2 separate regions of the Mus musculus genome follow, and region 2 is linked to region 1. Evidence: chromatin contacts called from public ChIA-PET data. All regions are on one chromosome and are shown on one strand. Each heading gives the region's core, a stretch centred on a gene start, on an enhancer-like site or on the middle of the called end of the contact. The rest is flanking DNA. Distances are from core to core; before and after follow the strand shown. Region 1 holds the start of E430016F16Rik (RIKEN cDNA E430016F16 gene). Region 2 holds the start of Isg20 (interferon-stimulated protein).

Region 1 (2,700 bases), core at 8-2,507:
CAGGGTCTCGGGTTGAGGTAGGGCCAGGAAGCTCAGGCCAGCAATCTCCTAAGCGCTGTGTGGAACTCTGGCACACATGGCTGTTCTGTTACGGGTTTGTAAAATGGGAGAGCAGGCAGGGCAACTTTAGGAGGGAAGAGATTCACCAAAATCAAGATGTCTTTTTGGAGAAGACTTCTGTGCTACATCTGGTATTCTACTGGCCAGTCATCTCTGTCTCACTGTGTCTAAATACCTGAGGCACTCAATGTACAAGAGTGTTTCAATGCATGCATGCATTCTGAGGTTTCAGTCCACAGTGGCTCAGTTCACTTGCTTCAGGCCTGTGGCACAGAAATCATCAGGGCAGAGGAGGCTGCTCACCGGTGGCAGCCAGTAAGCAGAGATGAAAAGAAAGGGACTGAGATACCAATCACACTTTCATGGGCAGAACCCTATGAACCTGATGCCTTTCTACAGAGCTCCACACTAAAGACTCTACTAGCTCCAAACACTGCCACAAAGCCTTCAACAAGCCTTCGGGGTATATCTAAGGTCTAAACCATAATTGTAGTGATCAATCTTAGATGCCAATGTCAAATGCTTCCCTAGGTGTTTCCAGGAAAATTTGATAGGTGTAGTTAATTCTACAATAAGCTAGTTTTGAGTAAAGGATACCTGGGTTGACTGGACTCAGTGGCTCCAAAGGCCCTAACAGTAGAGTGGAAGTCTCCCCACAAAGGTGGGTGGAAGGGTCCCACTCACAGACAGCATCGCCCTTGATGCAGGCAGAGAGGTGCAGCCTGCCCTTGGGACGTCAACCTTTCCCTGCCAGCCCGCACCACCACAAAGCCAGTTCCCAGCATCTCTTTATAGTGATCATCTCTGTCTGCTTGGCTGGTTAACCCTGCTTACCACAAGTAACTCACAATCTCCAAGGGGAGAATAAAGCTTTATGACAATTCCCAAAGTGATTTGTCCAGCAAAGCCTTGAATTTGAAGAGCATCCTGTGGGATCATACTCCAGATGTCTTTTTCTGACAAGCAGTAACACAAGGAAACTAGGCAGTTTGGCCAGTTCTTTGGCCCGGCTTCTATGGATGGTATCGGGTTCTCACTATGGACAGAGGATCCTTACCACTACATGCCATCTGCCGGTTGCCCTTCTCCACTACACAGGAGGTGGTCCTCTTGCATCCATCCTTGAGGCACATCCAACACCATGACTGAGATTTCTTAGGTCTAGACCTTTGCTCTCAGTAAGCAGAGCTGATAAGCCTCAGCCCCTGAATACGCAGCAGTCAAAACGGCATGGTTTATGCAGAGCACCTGGCACACAGTGGGTGTTCAACTCCTGTGCCAAGACCCTCCCCTCTGATGACAAGCTGTGCTAAAACAGGCCTCCTACTATATAAGGAATAAGCAGGGTTTTTAAACCACTCAATATGGGCAACAGTTGCCAAATGATGCTACGGAGCTCTCCTAGGCCCGAGGCCCGCCCTAAATTTAACAGGCCTGTGTTTACAAACCCAAATCCATGCATCTCTGAGGCTCCCACACATATCCCAGCTGTCCGCCTGAAAAATTCCGCGTGGAGAGTCTCTGGCAGAGTCTCCACCAGCTGGTAACTCTCAGAGTGTTCCTGACACTTGGTCTGAGCCTTAGGCACACTATTCACAGGCGAAACCCAGGAGCTCCTCCTTCTACCTGAAGACTGGTAGGACTCTGAGCTGGTGGATTGCAACCAGGATTCTGAGGCTAAGCCACACACGGAAGATTCTAGGAGCTAAGACAAGCCTCTCTGCAGAGCCTGGCTTTTCTCTCTCTATCCTTTACTCATTCTCTGTATGTACTAGGCTGACACACATGCACAACATCACACCTTCCTACAATTCAGCTATCCTGAAACTGTCCAATAGCACTGAACACAGCCCAGAACCCAGAAAGACACAGAAGTCTCTAGATTGGACACAGAACATAGACTGATTCTCTGAACCACGTGCAGCGCCGTAAGCCTTCCCTCGGACCTTATTTCCCTTTCCTATGGGCTATTTCTCCAACTGAGAGACACCTAAATCACCAGACAGCTTGGTAAATACAGATTGCTTGTTCTACCCTTCCCACCCCACTCCAGTGATTCTGATTAGGCAAGTCTGGAACAGGACCGGAGGAATGGGCATCTCTAAGGAGTTCCCAGGTGAAGCTGATGTCACCAGATCAGGGGCTGCTCTCAGGTTAGGGGGTGGCTGCTTTACAGATTGGATGAGTCAAGCCCACTGACTCTAAGTAATCCTGAATCAGAATGGAATCTCCCTCTGTGTGTGTGTGTGTGTGTGTGTGTGTGTGTGTGTGTGTGTGCGCACTGGGGGCGGGGAAGATGCCGATAGTGGTGAGTCTCAAGAAAGAGAAAGCCAGGCTGACAGCTGCAGGAAGTGACAGTTGACAGCCTGAGAGCACAGAAAGAGACAGCAAACTATAAAAAGCAGACTTAAGAACTCAAAAAGCAAAACGGACCGAAGCCATCTCTGTGGGATACAGTTACTATATTCTCCAGATCCAACCTCAGGAAGAACTCTCTCCAAGCCCCGTGTGACCCTGGGAGTCACAGTGAAGACCCTATCATGTGAAGGAAGCTATACTTAGGCTGCTTCCAGGGCAGGGAAATGTAAAAATTAATGTTCTAAAAATTGACATCTAATTCATCGGCAGTAAAGATCATCG
Region 2 (2,700 bases), core at 68-2,567, 200 kb after region 1:
CCCTGTTTTTAGCCCCACCCCACCCTCATCCCTTCAACTCTTGGGGTTTCCATGCCCAGGAGTTTGAGAACCACAGTTTCCGACCCAGTGACAATGAACTGGGGCCCCTATCTTAGGTTTCATTTCCTCTCCCCTGAGCGGTATGACCCACAAGCCCCGCACCCCAGCGGAGAGAAAGGAACATAGCCTAGCGCCTCTGTGTTTTATCTCCCCGAGTGGCAAAGCGAATGCAGATCCATATATATTCTTCCTTTGGCCTCTCTCTCTCTGGTGTGTTCTGCAAGCGCTCCCCTCTTAGAAAGCTGAGTCTGTTTCTGATCCGCGCATACCTCAGTTTGTTTATTAGAATACTGAACGTTCCCTGCGTGTTAGGAATAAGCAACAGGGGCTCCATGATTCAGGGGAGGAGTTTTCTTGTCGCTATGAGAGACCAGCCAGGGGCATCCAGAAGAGTCCAGAGCAGAGAGGAAAAGCAGCAGACTGCCTGCCCATGGACAGGACCATCTCTCAGGAGCAGAGAAAATAGGAGTGGGGAGCTAGAGAAGAGAATAGTAAGAGCGGCAGGGGGTAGAGTGGGGATATTGCTGGTTTTAAGGAAAACGGACGGGGCTGAGGTGGAAGGGCCTGGGAGCTAGCAGAGCGGAGGAGTCAGGGAGGTGAGAGGGGTCAGAAGGCCAGTGCAGAACAGGTACATGTGAACATGTGTCATGTGAAGGAGTCTGCAGGCTAGCATGGGCTGTCATGTGGACCCACAGAACTGTTCTGACAGGTTTCTGAGGAACTCTTTGTGAGAACTTTGAGCTATACACAAGAAACCCTATAGTCCAGCTTGAGCTGCGGGCCAGACTGTCATTTTGGACAAAGACAGTGGGCCTGCCCTTTATTTCAGGGGGCTGGGGAGGGTTCTTGGAATTTTTCCTTTTGGACCTAATAATAGGTATCACTCTAAGGATTCTAAGTCCCAGCCCAGGAGACTAGAACCCAGGAGGAAGAACAGCCTGGCTTGAGGCCCTCTAAAGGTCTGCTGCTGTTTGTCAACTCTCCCAGGTAGAGTCTCTGCCCAATGAGGCACCAAGGACTAGACCCTCCTCCTCCCCCAACCCCTTGCTGCCCTTCCCAGTTAATGGTACCAGCATCTCAAGAACTGCTTGCTCTGTCCTCAGAAAACCTCCCAGGGTAGCACACTGACAGCAGGTCCCAGAAGTTGTGGGACCTTCCCCAGGCTCCAATCCCGGAGATGTTTATTCTCTGGGTGGAGGGTGAGAAAAGCAAAGAAAGATGTTGCAATCCACTCCGTCCACGTCAGACACGTCATCCGAAAGGGAGGAGTAGGGCAGGGCCAGAGGAGGGACAGCCTGACGCGGCCACCAGCCCTGACTCAACCTGCCAGCCCCCTTACCTGGCCAGCCTTGAGGAGATGGAACAGCCCAGGCTACAAGGCCTGCCCCCACTCCTCAACTTCCCTTGATAATGAACCAGAAACTGAAACTAAAACAGGCAGGCTCCCCGTTAGAGATGAGTCACTTCCCAAAGTGACTGAAGTAGCCGAGAAGTGGAAACAGAGGGGCAGAAGAGAACCCAGGGCACTGAGACAGGTGAGAGCAGGTACCAACCACATAGCTGCCCAAACTGGGAGGCAATGGGAGGGGGCTTCGAGGTGGGACAGCCAGACAGGACCAGCAAGCTCTGGGACCTATAGCACACAGAAGCTGAAGGCTGGCAAGAGGCCAGCTTCTGTTGCCAGGTGGCACTGGAGATAATGGGCAGGGCTCAGGGTGTAGTTTGGCAGGGTGGTGGCCCAGGATGCCTGGAGGGCTGTTGGTTCTTGACTGACAGCCTGGCTCTCCCCCACCCCCCACCTCCCCATCCTCCAGGGCTTTCTGAGGGTCGCCAAGGAGCATGGCAGGCATCCCAGAGGTGGTGGCCATGGACTGTGAGATGGTGGGGCTTGGGCCTCAAAGGGTGAGTGGCCTCGCCCGCTGCAGCATTGTGAACATCCATGGCGCAGTCCTGTATGACAAGTACATCCGACCCGAGGGAGAGATCACGGACTACAGAACCCAAGTCAGCGGGGTCACGCCTCAGCACATGGTGAGGGCCACGCCATTTGGTGAAGCCAGGCTAGAGGTAAGTGAAGAAGGAGCAGGAGTCGAGGCACATTTGTCCTTCCACCTCAGCTCCTTCCTAGGGTCTGTGGTCTGTGACTCTCCCATGAGGAATTTCTCACATATTTGAGGGAGGGAAGGACTCTGGGTCTCCCTATCACAGCCCTCAACTAAGTTAGTCTCCCCACCACCAGAGAATCTTAGGCTCCCATCTGCAGCTGTTTTCAGGGCATCTTTCTGGTCCAACTTTCCGGTCTTATGATGGGGACATTGAGTCCCACCTGATGTTCCTTCTCTTCTACATCGCACTGCTCTGGTGAGCCTGTGAAATGAGGTTCTGAGGCTGAGCTGGCTCTGACTCAGAGGCCAGAGGCTCCTGGGCTGAAGGAGACTGTGTTCCCAGACTGCGTGCTCTGGGCCACTGAGGCCCGAGGTTCTTACCCTTTAACCTTGTGTCCATGTCTTCCAGACATGTAGGACACGGAGCTGAGCACTCTAAGGGCTGCCCATCCTCCCACTGGGCCGCCAGATAGATCAGGCTTGCTCATCCGCTGTGTGGCAAGCAGCCAGGCTCTGCTACTGCCCACTGGGTGGA

Evidence for each region. ChIA-PET counts read pairs in DNA pulled down with a chosen protein or histone mark.
Region 2: a contact with region 1 is called in an RNA polymerase II ChIA-PET map of memory CD8 T cells, with 58 read pairs. The contact joins the promoter of Isg20 here to the promoter of E430016F16Rik in region 1. A contact is called at or near these places in 6 of 39 promoter capture datasets (the C10 cell line, hematopoietic stem and progenitor cells, hippocampal neurons and 2 more), 2 of 484 Hi-C or Micro-C datasets (CD4 T cells and Th1 cells), 3 of 115 datasets of contacts at active chromatin or transcription factors (CD8 T cells, effector CD8 T cells and memory CD8 T cells) and 1 of 9 other capture datasets (liver).

The regions. Positions count from the first base shown.
Region 1 is chr7:78,716,963-78,719,662 of GRCm38.p6, forward strand. E430016F16Rik (RIKEN cDNA E430016F16 gene) reads right to left here and starts at 1,258. Exons shown (of 11, transcript NR_015542.2): 1 at 1,118-1,258.
Region 2 is chr7:78,912,448-78,915,147 of GRCm38.p6, forward strand. Isg20 (interferon-stimulated protein) reads left to right here and starts at 1,318. Exons shown (of 4, transcript NM_020583.5): 1 at 1,318-1,595; 2 at 1,875-2,127. The coding sequence starts at 1,900.